Regions from separate parts of the Mus musculus genome. Here all the other regions are linked to region 2. Evidence: chromatin contacts called from public Micro-C and promoter capture Hi-C data. All regions are on one chromosome and are shown on one strand. The core of a region is the stretch at or near the end of the contact, and the rest is flanking DNA. Distances in the headings are between cores, read along the strand shown.

The links. Promoter capture Hi-C pulls out the DNA fragments that hold promoters and counts their contacts. Hi-C and Micro-C count contacts between places; a contact is called where the count stands out from the background.
Region 1: a contact with region 2 is called in a promoter capture Hi-C map of the C10 cell line, with 2.6 times the contacts expected there. A contact is called at or near these places in 7 of 39 promoter capture datasets (the C10 cell line, the HPC-7 cell line, liver and 1 more), 3 of 130 datasets of targeted methods (the 230-238 cell line, bone marrow-derived macrophages and large pre-B cells) and 1 of 9 other capture datasets (adipose tissue).
Region 3: a promoter capture Hi-C map of hippocampal neurons shows a contact between it and region 2, with 2.3 times the contacts expected there. A contact is called at or near these places in 2 of 39 promoter capture datasets (embryonic stem cells and hippocampal neurons), 3 of 484 Hi-C or Micro-C datasets (cerebral cortex and cortical neurons), 1 of 130 datasets of targeted methods (embryonic forebrain) and 3 of 9 other capture datasets (adipose tissue, embryonic stem cells and pancreatic islet).
Region 4: a Micro-C map of embryonic stem cells shows a contact between it and region 2, with 5 times the contacts expected there. A contact is called at or near these places in 3 of 39 promoter capture datasets (the 3T3-L1 cell line, embryonic stem cells and hippocampal neurons), 2 of 484 Hi-C or Micro-C datasets (cerebellum and embryonic stem cells) and 4 of 130 datasets of targeted methods (embryonic forebrain, embryonic stem cells, forebrain and 1 more).

Annotation. Positions count from the first base shown.
Region 1 is chr19:29,561,037-29,567,647 of GRCm38.p6, forward strand. Ric1 (RAB6A GEF complex partner 1) reads left to right here. Exons shown (of 26, transcript NM_001081319.1): 4 at 949-1,056; 5 at 6,184-6,326; 6 at 6,449-6,585. Among named protein-coding and RNA genes, the nearest start is that of Ric1, 42 kb to the left of the region's middle.
Region 2 is chr19:29,246,595-29,253,150 of GRCm38.p6, forward strand. Jak2 (Janus kinase 2) reads left to right here and starts at 5,209. Exons shown (of 25, transcript NM_008413.4): 1 at 5,209-5,524; 2 at 5,843-5,925.
Region 3 is chr19:28,904,201-28,910,530 of GRCm38.p6, forward strand. It overlaps Slc1a1 (solute carrier family 1 (neuronal/epithelial high affinity glutamate transporter, system Xag), member 1), which reads left to right. Exons shown (of 12, transcript NM_009199.3): 9 at 412-534; 10 at 1,133-1,327; 11 at 5,231-5,365. Among named protein-coding and RNA genes, the nearest start is that of Plpp6, 57 kb to the right of the region's middle.
Region 4 is chr19:28,832,676-28,839,356 of GRCm38.p6, forward strand. Slc1a1 (solute carrier family 1 (neuronal/epithelial high affinity glutamate transporter, system Xag), member 1) reads left to right here and starts at 2,460. Exons shown (of 12, transcript NM_009199.3): 1 at 2,460-2,657. The coding sequence starts at 2,567. The region is part of intron 2 of Gm52404 (a long non-coding RNA gene); the gene reads right to left.

The DNA.
Region 1 (6,611 bases), core at 800-3,299, 310 kb after region 2:
GATGTGAAAGAGCCCAGCCTATTGTAGCTGGTACAGAAGAAAGTAGGCTGAGCAAGACATGAGAAAGCCAATATGCACCTTCCTTCATGGCCCCTGCATTAGTTCCTGCTTTCAGGTTCCTGCCCTGGGTTCCTTGCCTGACTTTCTTCAATGATGGCTGTGATGTGGAAGTAGAAGCAAAGTGAACCCTTTCTTCCCCAGGCTGCTTTAGGTCACAGTCTTTCTCATAGCAATAAAACCCTGAGTAGACCCATAACTGTCAAGTCCCTACACAGGCGAAGAGTTGTAGTCTGCTGATAGCATGTGCAGATGAGGAATCCAAGACACTTCTGTAGTCCTCTTAGGAGGTGTGTGCTCAGTTTCCTGACATTGGCCTACCTATTCTTGTGCGGCCACTAATCACCATGGATTTAAATACACACACCATTTGTTATTTAGTGCCAAGTCATTTGTGAAATAACCAAATACATCCCTGAATCTGACGTTAATCCTGAAGAAAAGCCACAGACTAGGAATCAAAGATAAGGTGTGAGGTAAGGTGAAATAAATGAACAGTTTCGACCATATAGTACTGCGTATGGAATGAAACATTGCTTCTGTAATTTCCTAGGTAGGAAAGCACTCTTAGTCATTTTAAACAAAATTGGTTCTCTTGAGAGTTCAACTTAATTCTCCCCTTCCCTCCCCTTTTCTCCCTTCCTCCTTTCCTCCATCTGCTTTTTACTCTCAGCCCCCCAACACAAGTTAAATTACTCAAGCTTCCATATATCTAGTTGGTATATAAATGTATCTACTGTGATAGAATTCAAGTTTGACTTTCATTTTTAAATCTATAAAATGAGCACATAGTCTGTAAATTGGTTATATTTATTTAATTGAATGCCTATTAGGTACAGATTGGGGGAAAAAATAAATATCTTTGTCTTAACCTTGTGCTATTTCTCTTAGAGGAAGTCCACAAATGAAGGGGATACCTCATTTTAAGGAAGAACATTGTGCCCCAGCATTGAATTTAGAAATGAAGAAAATACTGGATTTGCAAGCACCCATTATGAGGTATGGTATGCTGGTTAAGTTTGAGATTTTCTGACCACAAAAGACCATGTAGTTGATTAAATCATATGACAAACAAGAAAATTGTTTGCATTTCAAAATGTATAAATTAACTGTTTGATTGTATGGAATGATAACATACTAAAAGATTCAAATAAAATCATGTATGAGAAGAAAAGAGGGAGCTGTCGCTCTCTGCAGCCTCCATGTGTTTCTTGGAAGTACGAGTACACTTGAAGGAGTGTTAAGCTTTCTGATTGCAGTGTGAGTAGATGTCGTGTGACAAGGCAGTAAGAACTACTAAAGCACAGAACTCTATTCTCAATGTTTTTTTTTTTTTTCAGTTTCACTTTACTATCTTAAGTGCTTCATGGCTGGCCTTTTATTTATTACCGTCCTTCCCTCTGCATACATGATTTTTGTGAACAGTACACAGCTGTGAAAACAAATGAGGCTCAATCTTTAAGAGACTTTCCAGATACACTGTTGGTTAAAGAGCAAGGTGTATACAGTGGTAAGAATGCTTGGTCTTAAATGGTATTAGAAGTTTGTTGTCTAGAAGAGTACATAAGTTAGTGGGACAGGTTTAGGGAAAAGTTTTTTTATTAGGTACCTTTCAGACGTATTAAGCCATGGACCAGGAAGATGTAGGTAAAAGTGCTTGCTTCCAAACCTAATGAGTTACTTCCCCAGTGCCCACGTGGTAGGAATGAAGAATTGATTCCCAAGGTTGGCCTCTGCCCTTCAAACATGCACCGTGGCATGTCCAAGCACCCACACCCCAGATAAATAAATAAAAGTGTAACAATTTTAAAAACAAAAAGACTGAGCATATTACTGTAGTATGGAGCTATTGGACTATATAAAAATGTAATTCCAACATTTTAAAAGACCTCTCTGATTTATAGTTCAAACGAAGGGCATCTTTCACCATTTTGTTGTTGTTGTTAAACCACCACTCACTAGAACAAACAGCAGAGTTGACATTTGAGCCGTGAGCTGTTGTCATTCCCTTGTGTAGTCTGTGCTCTTATCCTTTAGTCTCCGAGTGGAGAAGAAAGTCTTTGTTACTTGCTTAAATGAGATTAAACTGAAACATTTTAGTTTAGTATGTTCACTGTGTTGATCAAAGGTTACTGATCACTTCAGATTTTATTTGCTCATGATAAAAGCCCTTTTTAAAGAATGCAACTTGAAGTAGCTCAGTGTGTAAGAGTGTTTGCCTCATACGCATGATACCCAAGTACAAATACTCTACCCCACATAAAAATATGTGTGGAATCACAGCCAAGCCTGTAACTCTAGTGCTGACGTGGGCAGAAGGATTGCTAGGGACTGCTGGCTGCCAGCCTAGCTCCAGTTCTGTGGAAGACCCTTTCTCAGGGGAGTGAGGTACAGTGTGATAGAGCAGTATACTCCTTGGCCGCCATATGTGTGAACATAGATGTGCATACACCACACACACGCACACGCACACGCACACAAACACACACACACACACACACACTATTAAAGTTAGAAGACTTGATGCAGAAGGAATTTTGAATGTATGTGGGCACCAAACAAGGCAGGACAATACAACTTGGTTTTATGGCTCCACCTGGTGGTAAAGCCATGTAGCACATGGAAACAGGATAGAAAGTCTTTACAAAAAGAATGTCTGGACCGGGAGGGGACTCAATAGTAGAGCATGTTTTCACCATGCTCATGGCCCAGAGTTCTAATTCTGGCACCACCAAAGGGAAGGGAGGAATTGCTTCCAAATTTTATGACATTGCTGGATAGTTTATGTGAACCTGACACAAGCTAAAGTCATCTGAGAAGGGAAAATGCTTCCATAAAAAAGGCTTGTAGACAGTCTATAAAGTGTTTTTCTTAATTAGTGATTGATGGGGTAGGGCCCAGCCTGTGTGAGTAGTGCCACCCTTGGGTTGGTTGTCCTGGGTTCTATAAGAAAGCAGGCTGAACAAGCCATAAGGAGCAAGCCAGTAAGCAGCACCCCTCCATGGCCTCTGCACGAACTCCTGCCTCCAGGTTCCTGCCCTGTTTGAATTCCTATCCTGACTTCTCTGATGATGAACAGTGATTTTGAAGTGTGAGCCAAATAAACCCTTTCCTCCTCAACTTGCTTTTTGGTCATAGTGTTTCATAGAAGCAATAGAAACTCTAACTAAGACAATGGCTTCCACCTGTATAAGAGTAGGGTTCTGCAAGTTTAGATGGTTGGCAATCTCAGTTTTCTCTCAAACATCCAAAGAAAGAATTACATTTTAAACACCATTAGCTGGTCAAATACATACTTCTTGGAAATTCCCTATCCCTATTAACACTTGTAAATAAGAGAGAAGACACTAAAAGACTATACAATCAGCTATTTTCTACTATCACAACCAATGTAATCAATTAAAATTAGGAATAATGGTTATCTTCTTGCATATAGGAGCAAAAGTACTGTCACCTTTTCTTTTTGATCAAATAAAAAGTAAAGATTATTGTTAAGTATCCATCTTTCATTATTACTTGAATATAGAGCATGTTTAAAAGATAAATATTTGTAATTATGAGTTTTAATAATTGGTTAATCAGAAATACTATTCTATTTCAAATTAGATGTGACAGAATGTGATGCATCCATGATATTCCTTATTTACCATATTAATAAAATCCTTTAGAACTCAGTCAGAAACCTAAATTGAAAAATACCCATGTTTGAGAAATGTGAGGCATGGTGGGGCATCATTTTGGGTATATGCCCAAGAGTAGTATAGCTGGGTCTTCAGGTAGATATATTTCCAATTATCTGAGGAACCTCCAGATTGATTTCCAGAGTGAATGTACCAGTTTGCAATCCCACCAGCAATGGAGGAGTGTTCCTCTTTCTCCAAATCCTCACCAACATGTATTGTTACCTGAGTTTTTTATCTTAGCTATTCTGATTGGTGCAAGGTGGAATCTCAGGGTCATTTTGATTTGCATTTCCCTGATGACTAAAGACTTTGAACATTTCTTTAAATGCTTCTCAACATTCAAGATTATGTTGTTATAAATTCTGTTTTGTTCTACACCCCATTTTTTTGATTGGTTTGTTTGGTTTCTTGGAGGTTAGCTTCTTGAGTTCTTTATATATTTTGGATATTAACCCTCTATCGGATGTGAGGTTAGTGAAGATTTTCTTTCCCAATATGTAGGTTGCCAGTTTGTCCTATTGGCCATGTCCTATGCTTTTCAAAAGAAGCTTTCCAGTTTCATGAGGTTCCACTTATCAATTCTTGATCTTAGAGCCTAAGCCATTGGAGTTCTGTTTAGGAAATTTCCCACTGTGCCAGTGTAACTTTTATATGTACTTAAAACTAAGGATGATATTCAGAACATTTTAAAAACCAGTACAGCATGAAAAGACCTAATTTGTTGGGCTTGACATTTATCCTAAAATTAATTGAGAGTGGCAATTGGGTAGCTTGGGACAAAGCCCATTTTTCAACATTTTGAAGAACTATTCATTAACGATGGACACCAGCCATTGTTCAACAAGTTGTTTACTTTTAATTGAGGTAAATAGAGTATCTTATGTAGATTCTCCTGGGGGGGGGGGCGGGAGTGACATCTGTTGCTCTCCATCATATTCCTTTTTTTAAAAAAAGATTTATTTACTTATTTTGTATATGTGTACACTGTAGCTGTCTTCAGACACACCAGAAAAGGGCATCGGATTCATTACAGTTGGTTGTGAGCCACCATGTGGTTCCTGGAAATTGAACTCAGGACTTGTAGAAGAGCAGTCCATGCTCTTAACCATTGAACCATCTCTCTATCGCCCCACCCCACCCCCCTTTTTTAATGGTTTCTCTAGAGGGTTTCTTTGTGTAACCTTGGCTGTTCTAGAACTTACTCTGTAGATCAGCCTGGCCTCAAATTCAGAGAAATTTACCTGCCTCTGCCTCCCAAGTGCTGGGATCGAAGGCATGCATCGCTACTACTTGGCTCCATCACATTATTTTGAGATGGGGTCACTCACTAAACCTGGAGCCCAGTGATTTGTTTAGCCTGGCTGGCTGGCCAGCTGACGTGGGAGCTGTGCCTATGCATGTCCCCAGCACTCCAGTGCTAGATCTCAGATACATGCTACTACACCTAGCCTTTTATGTGGGCACCAGGAACAGAATCTGACCTTTCCCTGGGAAAGAGCATTGCAGGGGGGGGGGGGGGGACAGACTGGCAACTGCACGACCCTGACCTTACTCGGGTTGTTCTTCCAAACCTGGGAGAGGCAGGAATCACCAACTGAGCTGTCTTCTCAGTCTTCATCTAGATTTTTTTTCATTTATATCACAGTTATTTTATCTGCTAATCCAACATTGGGATTGTATAATAGTCTATTTATATTGATGGACTTTTCTTTTTCTTCTGATTCATATTTTTCTGTCTGTATGTCTGGTCAGTTGTTACAGTTTTTTATTATAGAGATTATGAACTCTATTAATTTCCAGGCATATAGTCACTATGTGTGGCTGCTGAAGTTGAAAACTTTTAAGACTGGTAGAGGATGGTTCCATGGCCTCTCTGTGGTTTCAATTTATCATCTTCTGAATCGTTACACCTCTTCTTCCTCTTCCATATCTTCTTCAGTCACACCACACTGACACCCCATTTGTCTTTAATTTGTTGCCTCAATATTTGTACTTTCTAGCCTAGATTAAATTATACTAAAGTTGTAGACAGGTAGTGTTCTGTAAGGATATGATGATTGGCTCTGCTAAAGCATTTTCCTTCTGTCATTTTTGTTGTTTTGTTTTAGAAGACAGAGTCTCATTGTCTGACTCCTGACCAGCCTAGACCAGAGTGTGTACACCAGGCGGACTTGCAGAGTTTTAAGGCCTCCTGCCTTACTGATGCTCAGCCTTGCTTACAGAACTTCTCCCTCTCCTTCTCCCTCTCCCCACCCCCCCAAGCCATGTGTGTGTGTGTGCGTGCACCCACCTGCCTCTGCCTCCTGAGTGCTAGAATTAAAGGTGTGCACCACAATAGCTAGCTTGCAGAAGCAATTTTTGAAAGCCATTATATTTATACTCATTGCTTTCCCAGTATGCTGTCTTGCAAGGTAATTGACTTGAGTTGCTTGCTTCCGTCCAGTTTGCAGTCTGTGCTGGAAGATCTCCTTGTTGCAACTTCTGATGGACTTCTTCATCTTATTCATTGGGAAGGAATGACAAATGGAAGAAAAGCCATCAATCTGTCTACAGTACCATTTTCAGTAGACCTCCAGTCATCCAGAGGTAGTTATACTTTGTATATGAGATAGAACCAGTTGTTTAATATTGGGTGTATGGTAGTACTACCCAAATATGTGATACAATAGCTTATTATAACCCTACTCTATTTATGTGTTTTTCATCAGTTGGTTCATTCCTCGGCTTTGCAGATGTGCACATTAAAGATATGGAATACTGTGCCACACTTGATGGATTTGCTGTTGTGTTTAATGATGGTAAAGTTGGATTTATTACACCAGTATCCAGTAGATTTACGGCAGAGGTGTGTATTGTACATTTTAAATTATT
Region 2 (6,556 bases), core at 3,959-6,458:
CCTTCATGATGAATAGCCTCAGAGAAACTCACAGGAGGGACGTGTGTCAACATAGTAAAGGCTACATACGAATAACACACCTATAGCCAAAAGTATATTAAATGGAAAAGACTGTAATTGTTTCCTCTAAATCAGGAAGGAGACAAATATGCTACCTCCATGAGTCCTACTCAATCCAATGATCAAAGTCTTAGCTAAGCATAAGACAAGATAAAGAAGTAAAGTGGACATGAGTAGGAAAGAAGGCACATGGCCTTTTTACAGACAACATGAGCCTATACCTAAAAGACCCAAAGTCTCCACCAGAAAACACCTAGACCCGATAAATACTTTCATACAAAGTTGAGTAGCTTTTCTACATGCCAATACTGAATTTTCCAAGGGTATTAAATCAAGGGGGAAAGTCCTAATCACAATGGCTTAAAAAACGAAATAAATTTACAAATAAACCTAACCACCCAACCGAGGAGATTAAAGACTAAATAAAGACTTTAATACTTTAAAGAAGTTGAAGAATACACCAGAAGATGAAAAGATCTCTCACATGCTCATGGATTGGCAGAAGTCAGTCGGGAGAAAATGGTTCCATTACTACAAGCTATATAGAAATGCAGTGCAATTCCCATCAGAATTCTGATTGGCATTCTTTACAGAACTAGAAAAAACAACTCTAAAATTCCCACAGACGCACAAGGTCCTGCAATAATCAAAGCAATGCTAAGCAAGGGCAACGCTGGAGCTGCTGCAATGCTTGATTTTATACTATATTACAGAGCCATTGTAACAAAACCATCTCATCCTACAGAGCCATCGTAACAAAACCAGTACAGCACCAGTGCAAACCCAGACACATAGACCAGTGGAATAGAAGACCCAGAAGAAGCCACACAGCTATGGCTACATGTTTTGACAGAGATGTAAAATACATACTTGGGAAAATAAGACAGCCTTTTCAGTAAATGGTACTGGGAAAAACTGGATATTGATTGTAGAGGAATGAAACTAGATACATAGCTTTCTCTTGGCACATACATATGTGCACACACACACACACACACACATCAATGAAAACTGCATCACAATTGTAGTCTCAGACCTGAAACTTTGAAATTGCTTCAGGAGAGTATGGTAATATATTTCAAGATACAGGCATGGGCAAGAACTTCCCAAAAAGGTCTCCAAAAATACAGAAAACAATCCCAAGAATTGACAAAGGGGATTACAGAAAATTAAAGGGTTTCCTTCCCAATAAAAGAAACATTTGCTAAACTGAGGAGGTAGCGTTTACAATGGGAAAAAAAAACTTAGCTAATGTATACTAGACAAGGAGCTTACATCTAGAATATATGAAGGACTGCAGAAATTAAATATCAAAAGAAATTGTTCAAGCTGGGCAGTGGTGGTGCAACCCTTTAATCCCAGCACCCAGGAGGCAAAAGCAGGGAAATCTCTATGAGTCTGAGGCCAGCCTGGTCTACAGAGTGAGTTTCAGAATGACCAGAGCAGCACAGAAAAGCCCTGTTTCAAAAAACCAGACCAAACCAAACTAAACCAACCAACCAACCAAAAACCCAAAAAAACAAAACAAAACAAAACAAAACCAGCAGCAACAAAAATCATTCACTCAAACAGTTGGCTAATAACCTGAGTAGACAACTTTCAAGAGAACAATTGCCTAGTTAATATTTGAAAAAAATGTTGAACATCCTTAACCATGAGGGAAATGCAACTTAAAATTGCTTTTGGATCCCATCTCTCCCCAGTCAGAATGACTGTCATCAGGACAACAAACAGGAACAAATACTGGTGAGGGTGCGGGGTAGGATACACTCCTACACACTGCTAATGGGACCGTAAACTCAAGAAGCCACTACAGAAATAAGTGTGAAGGCCGTGTAAGTCAGCTACACCGTTACACAACACAACTCACACACATACACACACACACACACACACACACACATGCACACCAGAAACACTTGCACATCCATATTTACTGCTGCACTGTCATTCATAATAGCTAGGGAGTAGAAACAACTGGGTGTCCATCAACAGGGAGGTGGATATTGGAAAAGTGGTGTATACACACACATGAAGCTGTGACATTTGCAGGAAAATGGGTGGAACTGAAAGTCATCCTGCGACAGAAAGTACACTGGACTCTAGAAGACAAATGCCTTTGAGTCCTCTTATCTAAGGAGCCTCCTCTCTCTCTCTCTCTCTCTCTCTCTCTCTCTCTCTGTGTGTGTGTGTGTGTGTGAAGTAGAATGTGCACAAGGGGGGAAGAACTGTTCTTGATTGCGAGGAAGGGGAAAGAAAGGGTAATAGAATATACTGACATGAGAACAGAAGGAGGTGCTATTTAAGAGGGGGAAAAGGACCAAGTAGAGGAGGGTGAGGGGGATGAGAGAGGACAGTGGGAGAAGACAATGAGTCAGAAGAAAGTGATCACACACACACACACACACACACACACGTTATAATGAAATCAATTACTTTGGATGCTATTTAAAATGAATGAGATTACAGTAAAAATGCCAGTCCCTACATCTGTCTCCTTTACAACTCAGCTTTTATCAAGGGTGGCTAAGACAGTTTCTTGGGGTGCAATTGTGACAAATGACTCAGGATTACTGACGAGATAGAGCGTGTTTTATACTTCCCAGCTTGATGGCATCTGCAAATTGCCCCTTCCATGGCTGTAACAGACATTTAATAGCTGTGCTTAAGGGCTTTAAAATACTTCCTATCCAATCTTCAAAATGTCTCTTTAAGTATGATGATGCTATTATACTCAATCCTCGTATTCTGATGAGAAGGATATATTTTTCATTACATGGATAAACAGGAAGCTTAGGAAATTGAAGTGACTGTCTTGGTAAAAGCCTTGATTGAAACCTGGGCCACCTAGCTTCTACTGCATAACTTCTTTTTTAGGACTGTCTACTTTATGTGTATAGTGTTTTGCCTGGACATATGTGTAATACATGTATGCTCAGTATCCAAGGTCAGAAGGAGGCCTGGGATTCAGTTCCAGGAGACTGAGATCCTAAATTACAGATGGTTGTGAGATACCACGTGGGTGCTGGGAACACTTGGCCATGAATTTTCCAACCTAGGCTTGCTTTGTTTATTTGAAACCAAGTCTTGCTATGTAGCCCAAGCTGGCCTGGAACTCAGAACCTTCTTGCCCCAGCCTCCTGAGTGTGGTATCACTTATGGCTGGCTTTATAGCACAACAGCCTAAGAACTATACAAAGATATAGAACACAAGGGCTGATCTCACACAGCGATACAGTCTTGTTACTGTTTGCCTATGGAAGGCAGCTCTGCTACCACAGAGAAAGGACAGAATCTTGCCTCCTGTCTCTACACCCAGTGCCACAGCAGACAACTAGCTATTGACTTTTATTTTTCCAGTCTGGCCATGCTAAACGTCCTAAATCTAAATGTCTTATCTTCCACCCCATACTTGTTTGTGCAGAGTTTCTGAAGGTCATAAAAGATTTTGTCCGATTCCTCAGAACTCTCCCTTATCTTTATTAGAGAATGCAGGAACTCTGTGAAAAGATTAACAGGTGGAACAAATCTCTAGCTTATGCCTCTACTAGGAATCGCATCTAGTGCTGGAAAGCATTCTACTACAGAGTGAAGAGAGATCAACATTCAAGACTATCATTGGCTCACTCTTACCTCACCGAGAATGATTTTCACTGTAAATGAGAATGAACAAGTTACTCAGTTTTCCTGTGTGGGTTGACAAAGGACTTAAATCCTATAAGCTTACTGTTAATCATCTATTTTTTTCTTGCCCACCTTATCTTTAGCTTTGGTGACATTTACTTAAAAGAAACCATGCATTGTGTAGTGGCCCACACCTTTGATCTCGGCATTCCCCAGGCAGGTAGGAGGATTTCTGTGAGTTCCAGGCTCACAGACTCAAAAATAAAGGAAAAAACAAAAAAAACAATAGATGTAAGATCTGAATAACAGCATCCGTCACGTATATAAGGGGACGTGGGTGTTGTGAATGCTTCATTTCGGTTGACAAACCTGGGGCTAAGAGAAAAAATAAGAAGCCCTATACAGAATGACCCCAGTTATTTCTTTGTCTTCTTATTTAGCCCCTTTCCTTTTACTGTCTTCCATTGAGGGTTCTTTCTTGGTCCTTAAAACACATTCCCTTTTCAGAATCCTTTTCATTGTTAGCTTCTTTCTTGAAACCAGATAGTTCCAGGACTGGATCGTTCTCATCCTTCACATTTCTGCTCAAATGCCACTCTAAGAGGTCTTTTCTGGTCATCTCAAAATAACATCTCCACTCACCTTTGTGTGTGTGTGTGTACCCGTTACTGGCAATCACACACAAAGAGCAGTGCAGATTTAAAGCCTCTTTTCTGGCTTCTATGAGAATAGCACATGCAGAATGGGTGCTGCCTTCGTCTCCTCTCCTGGGAGCCCTTGCCTAGCAGGGAACAAATTCTTGAATGAATGAACGTGGCTCTTTGGGACCCTATACGTCGTTTCTTCTTCCAAGCGGTCCCTTCGCAGAAGTGGTGGTTAACTGAAGTCAGGTACTTGGGTCTCAGCGCCCGGTCCACGGTGCCACGTCCCCTGGGCCGAGCGCTTAGGGCAGGGAGCCGCCTGTGGAAACGAAAGCAGGAAGGGGAAAGTCTCCGCGGAGGCAGCGGCCGCCAATCCTATCAGCTCGGACGCAGCGGGGCCTTCCCGGCCGGGCTGACTCATTCCCAGCCGTCTCCTCCGCGAGCCGAGGCCGCAAGCACGCTGCGCCAACCCGCACCCGCCCCGCTCCTCCTCCTCCTCGCGCGCTCTCGCCCGGGGGCTGCCCCGGGAATCTCCACGCGCGCCTCCGCTTCCCCGGAGCCCGCGGCCGCCTCCCCCGTCCCGGCCCAGCCCCGCAGAGCGGCCCCGCGGGCGGCGCAGGCGCAGTGGGGCGTGCCGGCCTCCGCCCCCCCGCCAACCCCCGCCGGCTTGCCCACGCCCCGCTCCGCCGCTCGGGGCCGCTTTCCCGAAGCTGCACCGCGCCGGAGCCCGCCGAGCAGGGCAGCTGAGCCGGCGTCGCGGGGCCGAGCGGAGGCGGCGTGCGGCCCCTGGAGGGCGGAGACGGGCTCGGCGCGCGGTGGGCGTGGCGTGGGCTGCAGGAAGCTGAGGCAGAGCAGAAAGGGGGCAGCAGCGGCCACCGCCGGCCTCCCGCCGCGCTGACAGGCTGGGCGGGCCCCCGCTCTGGGCGAGCTCGCGCGGCGTCGGCGCCTCGGCCGCGGCCCCGGCTCCGGAGGCGCCCGTCCGTCCCGGCGAGGGCTGCAGGCGGCTGCCGGGTCCGCCGCTGCGGGATGTGAGTGCGGGCCAAGCCCGCGCGGGAGGGCCCCCGAGGGCCCAGCCTGGCGGCCGCTCGACCCTGCGCCCGGCCCGGGGGCTCCCTAGACCTCGGCCCGCCCGACGCGTCTCGGAGGAGCGGATCCTGCGCGCCTCGGGGCGCTCCTGTGTGGCCCGACCCGTGTCGCCGGTGGGTGCAGTCCCTGGCTGCTGGATGGGGGCGGGGGGCAGCGGTTCTCCCTGCGATCCCGCCTCCTGCTTTCCCCTTAGCCCCCTGCTACTGGCAGGGAACTTCAAAGCTAGAAAACCTGCGGGTTTCCGACAGCCTAGGAAGGAGTGGCTAGCTGTTGATAAATGCATGCATCCCCTTGTGCCTTAGAACCCGACCCCCCCTCTTTCTTATTCTTCTGTACATTTTTCTAGTCATCTAAACAGCGCAGAAAAAAAAAAAGAGAGCATCTATTGGCCCTGGGTTTTTGAGTTAGTGACTTGCTGCTTCTGTTTTTAGGTTCCTGAAGCAGGCGACGGGAACAAGATGTGAACTGTTTTCCCTCCCCAGAAGAAGAGGCCCTTTTTTTCCCTCCCGCGAAGGTGGGTGTTAGCGCTCGGGGCTGCCTGGGTGCTGCAGTTAAAGACAAGGGTGTCTGAGATCTGCGAGCCAGTGCCTGCTAAGAAGGCTGGATGCTTGTGTACAACGGCAGGACTAATTGTTGCTTACTGCGAAAATGGCAGTGTTGAACTTTTCCTGTTGCTGTGGGAGAGTAATTGGGTGGTATTTATTGTGTCTCTTGGATCCTTAAAGAAGCGGTCTTTGTTGGTTTTACAGTGTGGTCTTGCAGAGGAAAACAATAAGTCGTCTCTTTCTCCCCCTTTCTCCCCAGTCTTAATTTTCAAGGAATTGAAATAACCTGTTGAGGGAACAAATTGGTTGTTTTTGCTGGGTTTCTGCTGCCACATTGAATGCTTCCTGTATTCACCTGCTTGCTTTGTTGGTTGATTGCTTTCCGGTGGTTACTAGTCTATCAGGGGAAACTCCTTTTCCCTGAATGAAAGGACCGAGCCGCTGAGTGTGTCACAGAGAGGAGGAGAAATGCGGAGAAGGGAAACAGAAGTGGGAATAAAGAAGCCGGAGGTTGCTTTTGGTTTCATAATAGGTTTGTATGAGTGAGTTGTTGGCTTACTGCAAATATTCTCATATAGTTCCCAGCGGATTTGAAAATGA
Region 3 (6,330 bases), core at 2,906-5,405, 340 kb before region 2:
CCTGTGAGGAGAGCTATAATGAGGTATCATGGTTGGGGACAAATGTGTCCTTGAAGGGAGAGTCGGCTCAGCCAGGGAAGGTATGGGACATTTCTGTAGAAGGTGGCAGAGATGATCAGTGCACGAAGTGCAGGAATGCATTGCAGGGACAGAGCAGATGACGTGACGCTCAGCGAGCTTGGGAATCTAAATTTATCTTCAGAATTTGCTAATAACTCTGACAAGGTGTTTCTTCTGCTAAGCAAGCCTTGACATCCCCATCGGTGGAATGGGGACATCTGTTCGCTGTCAGACGCCCCTGTCTCACTGGGTCTTTGTGAAAGTTTAAAGATGTCGTGATTTTTAAAGCTGACTAAAAAGCAGGATCGGTGTGCAGACGTGGTATTGAGATTTTCTTCCTCTTGTTTGCAGGCTTGCAATCCACTCCCTCATAGTTCTGCCCCTGCTCTATTTCATAGTTGTGCGGAAGAACCCTTTCCGCTTTGCCTTGGGTATGGCGCAGGCTCTCCTGACAGCTCTCATGATCTCGTCCAGGTAACCAGGAGGAGAAGTGTTTGGGAGAAGCCGCCAGATAGTGCTCTGATAGCTTTTGGTGAAGATGACTGCAGCTTCTAGTTTTGATAGGCACCTTTGAGAGATGGTGCCTAAACTTTCTGTCTATCTTCTTGAATGTATTGTATTTCTCTACCGTTCCAAGTACTTCTTATACTCTCCATGTGGCCTGATACCCAGGAAAGATTCTGACGGGGGGGGGGGGGGAGCGGGGGGGGGGGCGGGCAGTGGTAGGCACAGCACCTCCTGTTTTTTGGTCTGGCCAAAAGTACCAGCATATGGACTGGGGAGGACCCAGGTTCAATTCCCAGCACCCACATAATGGCTCATGATTGCCTGTAACTCCAGTTCCTGGAAATCTAACACCCTCTTTGGGCCTCTGAGGGCACCAAGCATAAGGATATATATTCAGCAAAACATAAATACCATACACATAAAATAAAATTAGAATAAATTATTTTCTTAATTACCAGCATGCTTTGGGGCCCTTTTTTCACCTTTTAGGAAATGAGGATCTTTTGGGGGTGGAAACTGAGGCCTGGCCTTCTTAGACCTAAAGTCTTTTCTCTTGATCCCACAGTTCGGCAACCCTGCCAGTTACATTCCGCTGTGCGGAAGAAAAGAACCAGGTAGACAAGAGGATCACGAGATTTGTGCTGCCTGTTGGTGCCACCATCAACATGGACGGCACTGCGCTCTACGAAGCTGTGGCAGCCGTGTTTATTGCGCAACTGAATGGCTTGGACCTAAGCATTGGGCAGATCGTCACCATCAGGTGAGGTACAATGGCGCTCTCACTACATCACTGCTTGGACTGCCTCCAGCAAACACGGTCCGTGGAGAGAAACCGAGAAGGGCCCAGAAATGGTTCTGCTGGTCTATAAGTCCCTTGCCCAAGACGTGGTGGGGTAGATTCATGGCGCATGCAATTCCTGCTTCAGGAGATGGATTGCTGAAGCAGCTCTCTGTTCAGTTCACTGTGGCCAACAGGTGCCAGACAGTTGACACACCAAAGATTCAAGGTTGAATCTAGCACCAGTTCTTGCTCAAACGGGAGTTCCTGGTGGACAAGGGTTAGATACCCAAATAAATGCTGGGTTTGTGATAGGACTCTCACAGAAAATTGATGGGGAATCATGGGGGCCCCAACGAGAGAAGGATCAAACATACCTGGGAAGAGGAAAGGAGGATTCCTAGAGGAGAAAACAGTATGGATAAAGCTTAGATGAATGGGAATAGCAAGAAAAGACAAAGGATAAGTGCTCAGAACAGCAGAAATATCTCAGAACCCAGCAAGAGTCCAGATTATTATCATATGATAAACAGATTTTCATTTTAAAGATAATTAGCAGTATGGTGGGAGGCTTGGATGGGAGCAGGGACCACAAACTAGAAGATCAGTAAGTCCTCAAATGGCCTAGATCAAGACCTACACTGGGCATACCTCAGAGTTAGTGAATCAGAGAGCCAGTGTCTGGATTTAAGAGAATGCTTATAAGGTCCTGGTGCCTACACAGTGAGTCCGCAGTAAATGCAAGGAATGGGTGACATTATTTGGGAAGAGTTTGTAGAGAAGAGGGAACTGAGGAAGAAACCTCATAAAATCCTATTAGAGGTAGATGAAGGGGAAAAGGGTGGAGGGAGAAACCAGGTGGGAGGAAAACAGGGCCATCGAGGAAACCTGGGGTCAAGAGGTTTGCTTTCAAAGATTAAAATGCCCCATGTCTGATGCCAAGAAAAGTTCAAGTCAAATGAAGCCTGAACATTGATTAAGGAGGTAGGAGAAATGACATTGGTGGTGAGTTCCATTGGAGTTGTGTCCTAGGGCAGCGTTACTAGCCAGTAGCCCCGTGTGGCCCATGGCTGGCTGAACTGGGTAGCACGGCTATGGAACAGACTCATGGCTACAGACAGCTCTGCTGGAACGCACTGTGTGACAGACTGGGATGCCTGTTGATCTCAGCACCATAGTTCAGGTTCAAGGGTCAGTTTCAGATGAACCTGGGTGAGCTTCATTTATGTTTCACGTACACGTTATGCTATAGTCGCCGTGATTTCATGAAGTATGTGTAGTGCTTAGATTTTAACTATGATCTGTCGTGTGAGATCAGCTGTGGGATTTTCCGTCCATAGTGTCACATTAGTCTTAGATTTTGGAGAACTTGGGATGTTGGACTTTCAAATAGTCAGGTTAACTGGGGATGCAGGAACAGAGTTCTCCTCTTGGCTGATTACAGAGTAAAAAGAAAAAGCAAGCTTGCAGCGCTCAGCCTGGTTTTATTGAAAGCACACAAAAGTACACAGGGAAACAGACTCCTCCAGTTGGAAAGAGGATCCAGGATCCGGAATCTGGGTTTTTCTGGCAGAGCCAAAACTTTCATATGATGGTGAGATGAGTTCTCTTTATCAGAGTTGATTGGTTTGGGCTGTTGCAATGGTTTGGGGAACTCAGAAAGTTGATTGGTTCCCATCATTAGAGTCCCCTCTCCCTTATTTGATAATCAACGCCAGGCAGTTTCCTCTGGCAGGAAAAACATCAAGGCTTTACCCCAAAGAGGAAGAAGGAAGCCAGCCATCTTAAATGTTTATGGGAAAGTAGAGCGTGTTTTCCCTGGCTGCCTACTTACCTGAGAGCTGTCAGACTCCTGGTCCCTCAGGATTCTCAGACAGTGTTGCTCCCATGGTGGCTGCTGTACTCAGAGCAGCGTGTGTTTTGATCCTGGCAGAACAGCAGAAGTGTCGTGTTCTGAGTTTGCTGCACAGGTACTATCCTGGCTTTTCAGGGTTTTGTCTACACAAACGCTGTCCAGACATCTAACCCCTCAAATGCAGGCGAGGAGTTGAGATCCGGAGAAGTGCCTTGCTGAAGAATCGCCAGAACCAGGAATGTAAGCCAGATGTGTTGTCTAACTTCATGCTACCCCACAGCCCGCCCTCCAGTCCTGCTAAGCCTGGGCGCTAGGGCAGACCCTTGTTTCTTGGAAGCTGAAGGCTCGGCTGTGCTGAGGCAGGATGTGTTTGAACAATGAATAGGTTTTCATCCATTTCCCCTTACCTGAAGACAGAATGTTCTCAATGTCACCAAAGCCAACTAAATGACAGAAGCTTTGTGAGCAAGTCCAAGGCTCAAGAGCAGAGTCGTCTCTGACTGACTGAATTCTGAAGCCCAGCCTCACGCTGGTAAGGACATGGCTAACCACGTGTTGAGGCTTTCAAGGGGATCAATGAGCCTGGGCACAAATCTCTTCTGATAAAGAAAAACCCTTGATACATTGTTTAATTTTTTTTTCAACCATCATTGAAATAAAGTTGGATTTTTTTTTTTCAAAAAGGATTTAGGAAGGATAGCCCCCCTGGATTATATAAGCCTAAAACTTTCAGAAATGTTGATACAACCCCAGAACAAAGTCACTGTAAACTGGTAGCCATAGCCTCTACAGGAAAACATACTAGGCAAAGCAGCTGCCCGGCTGTTGACCTGTAAGACAGCCCTGGGCAGATGAATGGGCAGCAGAGCCTCTTTGAGAATCCAGAGGCCTCTGGGACCCACAGGAATACGCATCTGTGGCTAGATCTGGGCTTTGTCTAGTTTACATCAGCAGTTTCTGCACCTTTGCCTTTCAGCCCACCCGCATCTGGAAATGATACTTTATACCCTGAGGGTGAGGCCACAGCTCCAAAAAGCACTGTGGGTGGCCTTGCCTGCTCTCCCCATTCAGTGGGTTTTCAGGACACGGTGAGCCTTGATTTCTCCAGAATGGCCCAATTAAAATAAACACACTGCTGGTGAGAAACTGGACAATACCAGGAGAAATGCCCCTATGCCCTATACTGTGAATTCAGGAGGGATCTTGTCAAAAACATGGTAATGAAGTTCACCTGGAACTACCTAAGATTCCAAGTCGCTCTTCCTTTTATACAAAGGACATCTGCTGGCCTGAAGGAGCAGTCAGGAATGCTTGTACCTTGGACAGTGTCACAATTTCTCAATTCGGTGCCTTTAAGGGATGTTCTTAGAGAAGACAAGAGTCTTGTGATGGCCAGGCATTATGTAAAGCCTACATAACCACTACGTTATCCCTCTGCCTTCGCCTCAGACATCCTTGCCAATCCACTCTACCGCCCCCTCTGCTCCCCTTCCCGAGACAACTGAAATTCCTGGCACATGCTAGGTGCTCTGTAAACGACTGAACAGCTGAGACTGGAGGAGGAAGGAGGCAAGGGTGGGTAGGTAAAGCCTTTTATGAAAATACTTGTATAAAAAAAATTGATAAATCCCCGCCCTCCCTCTACGTAACTGCCTCCGTTTTGTGGATTGTTGCTGTTCAGTACTTGTTAGCTTTAGAGTGACCTGCCACATGCTCTCCTCCTGCTGTGACATCCTGCTCCTCTTAAGCCCCTACAGTTCTGGGGTGTGCACTTGTACAGGTGTGTGTGTGTGTGTGTGTGTGTGTGTGTGTATGTGTGTGTGTGTGTATGTGTGTATTGGATGGTTGGGCAGATCACACACATACACACACACACACACACACACACGACAAAACTGGTTATTTAGCAAATGGGCTCTAAGTGTAAAGAACGGGACCATAACTGTAACAGCAGCCATGGAGCCTGTGTCATACCTGAGGCCTGAGAAATGGATGTCTAACCCTTGCCTGCCATTGTGTCTTGGCTCTAGCATTACAGCCACCGCTGCCAGCATTGGAGCTGCTGGGGTGCCCCAGGCTGGCCTGGTGACCATGGTGATCGTGCTGAGTGCTGTGGGGCTGCCTGCCGAGGACGTCACCCTGATCATTGCTGTTGACTGGCTCCTGTGAGTTGGGACAAAGGCCCCTGCCTGGGTTGGTTGGGCAGGTAGCTTCCCAGCCATGCAGACTCTCTCTGCTGGGCTGGGCCTTCTGCCCCGCATTGTCTGTTACTGCTTTCATTTCCTTCTGGCAAAGCTGCCTGATAACATGCTTAAAATGAACTCTTCATAACTTCAGCAGGGGTTCTCAAAAGCCAGTAAGCTCCACCAGTCTGGTATCCCTGGTGACACTTAAGGTTAGGGGCTGGGTGGGGGACAAGATTAAACATGAGACAGTGGAGTGAAGGAGCAGGATAAGTCTATCCCTACACATCCCAGTCCCGAGTTAGCTTCATTATTAGCAGGACCGCCTGCTTCAACATCAGTGCATCTTTCCAAGCATCTTTGGCATCCTCTGGGCTGGTGATGAGAGCAAAGGTTTTAGCACGTGCCTGTGTCTAAATCCTCATCTGATATCTTAGTAGATTTAGGATCCTGTGGATGCTCCTTAACTTCTCTGAGGCCCAATTGCATTATTTATGAGATGGAAAAAACCATGCCTAACCGCAGTAGCTTGTTAGGGACCAAATGGGCTCATATGAGGCATTTGAAGTGAGGCTGGCAGTCGGTACATGGCTCAACAGAAGGCAAGTTCTAGTGTTATGATGGCAGTGAGTCAATCCGACCTCTCAGCCCCAGACCGTTTTCTTCTATCTTACACAGACACACACACACACACACACACACACACACACACACACACCATACACAGAACATCTGTGAAGAAAGATGCCTCTTTGACACCCAAAATTGAAAGTGGAACAGCCTGGTCTCTGGCTTTCTCTTTGATACTCAGGTCTATACATCTACCTTCTAGTTCCAAGTTCTGGCTCTGCCCCTGCCATCAGAGTAAGTATAGCTCCATACTGAACCTCACTTCCTATTAGAGAAAGACCAGGGTCGAACAGTTTGTGAACCTCAGCTAAGATTGG
Region 4 (6,681 bases), core at 1,210-3,709, 420 kb before region 2:
TGCAGCCATCAAATCACCCCAAAAAGGCTAGCCAGAAAGAGTTGGCCTTTGGTTTCTGGGTGTCTTTTTCATTTCAGATCAGGCTGTCACCTGCTGCTTAACAGTGTATGACAAAGTCAAAGTCTCTTTCCTTTAATCACTAACTAGATATCTCCGTGAGCCAACAGTAAAAGGGAAACGGTAACAATAAGGAACACCAGTTTCTTAGAAGAAGGAGGAGGGAACCATTGCATGAGAGAAACTTACTGATGGAAATCAACCTAAAGTTTCTCTGGATAAAGTCTGAAAGACTTAGGAGTAAAAGGAAGGTGTTCACATTTATTGTGGAAAAACAGCTCTAGCACTTCTTTCTCCTTGATTTCAGGTTCTAATGGCAGGAAAGTGAATTTTATCTTCCAGGCATGGGTGTGTTGCATTCAGGGGAAATGGCTCTCAACTACCATTCCATCTGACAACATTTGTGTCCATGGAGATACAAAGGTAGAAGATAGGAAAGATACATAGATTAGATGGGGAGAGAGCACACACACATGCATTAGGGGACTTCAACTTTGCAGGGTATTGCGTGTCCCCACCATTTCTTTGTTGGTTTAGGCTGAGAAATCCCAATGAAGTATGAGACGTCAGCCATAGCAACGGTGAATTTAGGAGTTTACTCCCCTGCTCTCATAAAATGGATGTTGAGCATAGCTCATTAAGGCCTCAAGTGTCATCTGCAAGTGGAGAGGATGAACCCTTAAGGAAACCCACCCCCAAAAAAACCCCAAAAAACTTTGAGTCAAGCAAACCAGTGACTGGAGCAACTTCTCATTAGAGCTCTGGGTGCCTCCCCCCGCCCTCAACATTCCCATATAGGAGGAATTAGTTCAATGACCAGACACGGAGGTGGGCTTCTCACTTCAATCCCTCCTCCTCCTCTGTCCTGTAGAGTGAATCTTTTTCTTTCTTTCTTTCTTTTTTTTAGAAAGCTTTCTTTCTTTCTTTCTTTCTTTCTTTCTTTCTTTCTTTCTTTCTTTCTTTCTTTCTTTCTTTCTTTCTTTCTTATGAGTACTCTGCTGCTGTCTTCAGACACACCAGAAGAGGGCATTGGATCTCATTACAGATGGTTGTGAGTCACCATGTGGTTGCTGGGAATTGAACTCAGGACCTCTGGAAGAGCAGTCAGTGCTCTTACCCGCTGAGCCATCTCTCCAGTCTTTTCCTTGATAGTTTGCCCTCTTCGGGAATTTTTATTCCCAGCTCTTCCCCCAAGAAACCAGTAATCTCGAGGGAGTTTCCTCTCTCCTGATTTTTTTCTTTTTTTCTTTTGAGAATTTAACACCTGGAAAGGAGGTGAGATCATTCATAGTATAGTGTGCATGGTTAATAATGCTTAATCCATTGTCTTTTGAAGGGTTTTTAAAAATCACTCTGAACCAAAAGAATGAGGCTTTAATTGGGGGATTCTAGTGGTCGAGTAATCTGGTCAAGGAGAGTCCCCTGACAGCCAACTAAAGAGTAAACCCCAGAATGCAAAAAGGGCACAGGGCTCACTTAGTTAGTGATATGCTAAGGAGATAAGAGTCTGTTTAAAACCTGGCGTGGTGGCACACGCCTTTAATCCCAGCACTCAGGAGGCAGAGGAAGGCGGATTTCTGAGTTCGAGGCCAGGCTGGTCTACAAAGTGAGCTCCAGGATAGCCAGGGCTATACAGAGAAATCCTGTCTCAAAAAACCAAAAAAAAAAAAAAAAAAAAAAAAAAAAAAGGAGTCTGCTTAAGTAAGAGTAAAACCAGAATAAGAAATTCAGGTAGCAAAGTGTGTGACCACACTAACCCAGATTCTCCCAACTACACCCTGTAAGGTATTTGGCCTTGGGGATAGAATAGGCCCGCCCACCTTCCCACACCAGCAGGCCTTAATTACCCAGTAATGGCCACAAGGCGAGTCCCTAGGGGTGCATTTGTTAAGTTGTGCAAGAGATGACCACGCCCACGCGCAAGGTGTACAACCAAGCCTTGGTCCGGGCAGATCCTGTCTGACCCTCGAGTCAGAGAATAATCCCGCAGGGAATATCAGAGAATTAAATAGTCCCGCAGGTAATATCAGAGATCACGTGGGGAAAAAAAACCCCAAAGCTGCTGACAGTGCGTCACCCCAAAGCTGCTCTGACAGTGTGTCCCTTCTTGTGGCTCTGAAGCCTGAGGCCCAAGGCAGAAACGCGTCCCATATCAAATCCCTTCGCACTGGGCTAGGGCTGTGCGTCCCCAAGGAGACTGGTGAGGATCGTAGTGGGTCAGAAGCTCCTCGGTGGGACACCTCCACCGGGAGCCCAAGGGGACTTGATCGCCCCACGCGCACCATCCCGCCGGGACGCTCCGCCCTCCGTCTCGCTGGTTGGCCCGGTCGCTGCAGCGAGCGGCGGCGGGAGGAGCCAGGCGCGCCCGCCACGCAAAACCACCGTGCTCGGTCCCCAGCGGCAGTGGCAGCGCTGACAGCGGCCGGTGCGCGTTGTCTCCACTGTGCCCTGCATCCCGCATCTCGCATCGGCCAGGCTACCCGACTCATCGCAAACGTCAGTGCTCACCATGGGGAAGCCCACGAGCTCGGGATGTGACTGGCGCCGCTTCCTACGGAATCACTGGCTGCTGCTCTCCACCGTGGCCGCCGTGGTACTAGGTGAGTCGCGCGCGGGGGCACCAGGCGCGTGCCCGAGGCCAGGCCGCGTGCGGGACCGGGTGGGCTCGGCGTGGCACGCGCTGCCCGCATTCCCCGGTACTGGGCCCCCAAGCTCCAGATCAACCAGAGCGCTTTGGTGTCACCCGGGGGAAACAATGTTCTTAACCCCCTCCCTCCCCCATACTGGTGCTCCACGGGCTGCTGTCTCTGCTTTCTCCAAAATGATCAGAGGGCGCGTGAAAGGTGGGCAGGGGTCCTTTGAAAACAAGCGGGGTTAAATGGGGTTTAATTTGATCTTCATCCTTAACTGTTCCCACCACTTGCACACACCACCATCACCACCACCACCATCACCTTCGTGCCCAACCGCGACTGTATGAATTACTGTTCTCTGTCAGATTTAAAGAGACATCTGAGCCCGCGGAATGGTGGAGACCTTGGGAATGTTGGAGCAGAGGGTAGATACCTTCTTAGAGGGTACCTCTCCAGTCAGATTCATGCCTCATTTCTGAGCCAGCAGTTGTGGTTCACTGAGGCCACAGGGAACCAGCGCTGAGAGAACCCAACCCCCTTCTTCCTCCTGGGCAAGCTGCTCACCACGTTTTTCTATCGAAAATAATATAAGCTGCTTTTATTTGTTTTCACACTTGGGTGTATTTAAGTGGCCCATGCCTGACATACCGCTGAGCCAGGACTAGGTGGATGTCCGGGCCATTGCTCAGAGATTTGAGTTACTTGTGTTTAGAATCTCATTTTCTGGCCAGGTTGTCTGTATAACCTAAACTTGGCAATGTGCTGTAGGGTGGGAACCCTGTGGGTCTTCACACCCCAGGTGGGGCCATCCAGCAGGTAAGGACAGGTGCACCTTGAGAGAAAGTGGATTCCTAGCCAGGCTCCACCCTCTATCTGGAAGTTACAGCTGCCTCTGCTGGAAAGGGGACGATGGGGCAGCCCCTTCTCCCTGGGCACTGCACCTTGCTCCTGAGTCTGGGAATGCTTGGTGTTGCCTGCTCCTGTCCAAGGTCTTCCCCGCCAAAAATAAAATGCCTTTGGAAGTTAATGGAATCCTTGGGGTCACATGGGTTCCTCCAGAACCTTATGCAAAGGGAAGTCAGGCTTCCAGTAAATAAATAACATCCTGAATCGCATTAACAGAGGATGTTGGTGGGAGGAGAGGAGTGCAAAAGAACCCACTAGTGTCCACTTTCCCAGTGCCAAGTGGTTTAGGGCGTTTTGGGGAAAGGTTTATCACTACATTTAAAGAACAGCTCCTACCAAGGGACTGAATGGATCAGAAGACATAGCCTTGCTTGTTTTCCCAATGATGAAGACAGAATTTATTTTTAAATCTGTTTTGAAAGCCTTGGAGGTGAGCAAAGCTTGTGGCTCCTTCCCAGTTCTGTGTGTCTGAAGCCCTGGGCACTGCAGAGATCCCACTAGGTCACCAAGTGCTTGCCACCAGCAGTTGGCATGAGTGTGGGTGCCCCACAGTTCACATACCAGTTCACTAGAGCCTGCTCCAGAAAGGAAGCCTACCGGTTAGTTGCTCATTGGCCTTTGGACCAGTTGAATAAGCAAAGTCCTCAGGCCAAGAAAGGGTTTGTTTCCTCTTATTTTGCAGGCATGACCTGTGGTCTCGAGTGGACCTGGTTTTAGTGTAGGTGAACCACAGGAACTTGATTCTGGAATTTAGTTTTGAGCCCATAAATTCGCCATGTAAAATTGCAAGTGCCCTGCTGAGGTCTTACAGGCAGTCAGTCCCTTGCTCTTCTCCACTCTGGTATGAGAAACCTCCTGCTTAGAATACCATCGGGGTGCTCGAGCAGACACTTGCTGGGGTCCTCCTCCCTGCTACTCCGAGAACCTTTGCTCTGAATGAAAACTCGAACCTCCCATTGCTCAGACGACACTGGCCGGCCTGGTTAACAAGCAATGGGATCCAAACCCCTGGTCCTAGGTATCTGTTAGCCCTTACTGCGTTACGATGGTCAGCTGTTCTGCAGCTGCCAGAACTGAGCAAGCAAAATTACCAGAGCTCTCACAAAGCCTTCTTTTGGGAGGGTTTTTTTTTTTTGCATGTAGACATTAAAAAAGAAACAAAACAAAACAAAACAAAAATGTTAAACGCTGTTAGTTCCTTAGTGAAATCTTCTGAGTATATGAGTATATCTATGGAAATATTTGGCCCCCAAGATAAGTCAGCAGCTATGACTCTGCAAAATATTTTGGTCAGTGAAACTAAGAGCAAAGTCCCCCTGCCACACACAGACACAGACACACAGACACAAACAGAGAGAGAGAGAGAGAGAGAGAGAGAGAGAGGGTGGTACAAGCCAAGCCTGTATGTAGAAGCAGGAAGATCAAGAGTTCAAGGTCAGCCTCAACTACATAGTGAGTTTGAGACTAGTCTGAGCTATATGAGACGGTTTCAGAAAATGTGTGTGTATGTTTTGCTTAAAGCCTCTGAGTTTCTGAGATACAGCTTGTGAGGGAAAGTACAATTAAAGATCACTTTCATTAGATGTGTGCCGTTAACTTGGATTTTAATGGCCAAGGAGAGATGCGTTGAGATAAATGTTTGACAAATCCTTATTTGCCAGATTGGAATTAAGTAGATGACTGTTTTTGATAATTTCTGTGAAACCCTACAAAATTCTGAAAATAATATTTTTGCCTGAGAGGATCGTTTTAATTGAGTTCACCGTAACTCTTAAAAACATTCCTGGACCCCATAGTGCAGGAGAATAAGCACAGAGCCTAGTCAGGAGCCCTGGACTTGAGTCTGGGTGCTGCTATCTAGATAGGAACATTGCTTAGTCTCAGGGGCCTTCAGCTCCTTCTTAAAAAACTGAGGACATTTGTGACCAGAGTTGATTTAAGATAACGTGGAAATACCCAGTTTGTGGCTGGCATACAATAGGCATCCAGCAAATGCTACATTGGAGAAAATACGAACTTAAATAGGAGAGAATAAATATTTTCTTTAGGAGTGGAGTCTCTTCTCTGCCTGCTGTCCGTGGTAACCCAAGGGTTTCGATGGCATGCTTCATTATCAAGGTCAATACCAGTCTCTGTAATATTTTCCACTTTAGAAGAGAGAGCAGGAGGAGCTGATGACTTTGTTTTAGATCCCGGGCTGGTTCTCAACTCGCAGACAGTCAGCAGGAAGAAATGCTGTGTTCCTAGTGGGAATGATGTCCAAGCAGAATTCCTATGTGTGAGAATTGAGCTATAAACATGGAGTAGGTTATGATGTCGGGGAGAGGCTTGTGGATTCCTCGTCGTACTCGCAGCAGGAAGCATCATTCCTCCTCCAGGCTATGTGTGGAGAGATCTACAATGCCCAGATTGGGGACTCAGAAAAGGCCACAGATATGGCTCGTATCATGGGGAGCTGTCAAACTTGTTCACTGCAGAGCAGTTCCTATGAAGCTCTGAGGAAGTGATCCTGTGTTGTTCAGACTCTGAGTTAGTTCCTCCAAGTTCAGAGTAACCCCCTTAGCCACTCTTGCATCTCCTGCCTTGGGTGGCTCTGGGGACTCCTGACAGTGGTCATTTGGAGGTGACCTTTGCTTTTTGTTGTTCCATTTTCTGACAAGTCTTTGACAGCCCCAAGGACAGGAATCTGCTGTGGCTCACGTGATTCCAGACTCAGCTCTTTGTCTCCCTGGCCTTGGTACAGCAGAATTCAAGAGTGAGTTCCTGCCTGCCTTAATGGGACACGCCTTTAATCCCAGCATTTAGGAGGCAGAGGCAGGTGGGTCTCTGTGAGGACAGCCTGGTCTACAGAGTGAGTTTGAGACCAGGTAGGAAACAAGTTGCACAGATATCTGGGGCATCCTGGCTTCTTGCATGCATAGCAGGGTGGGGTGGCGTGGGCTAGAAGGTCGAGATAGAGAGGAGAACAGGACAGGGTGACATGGTGAACCAGGTTCATGTTCTAGCAAGCTAAAAAGACAGCCTGCTCCAGGCAGCCTGCTGTGGAAGAGCAAGGGAATGAGGGCTATCCAGTAAATCCACTACT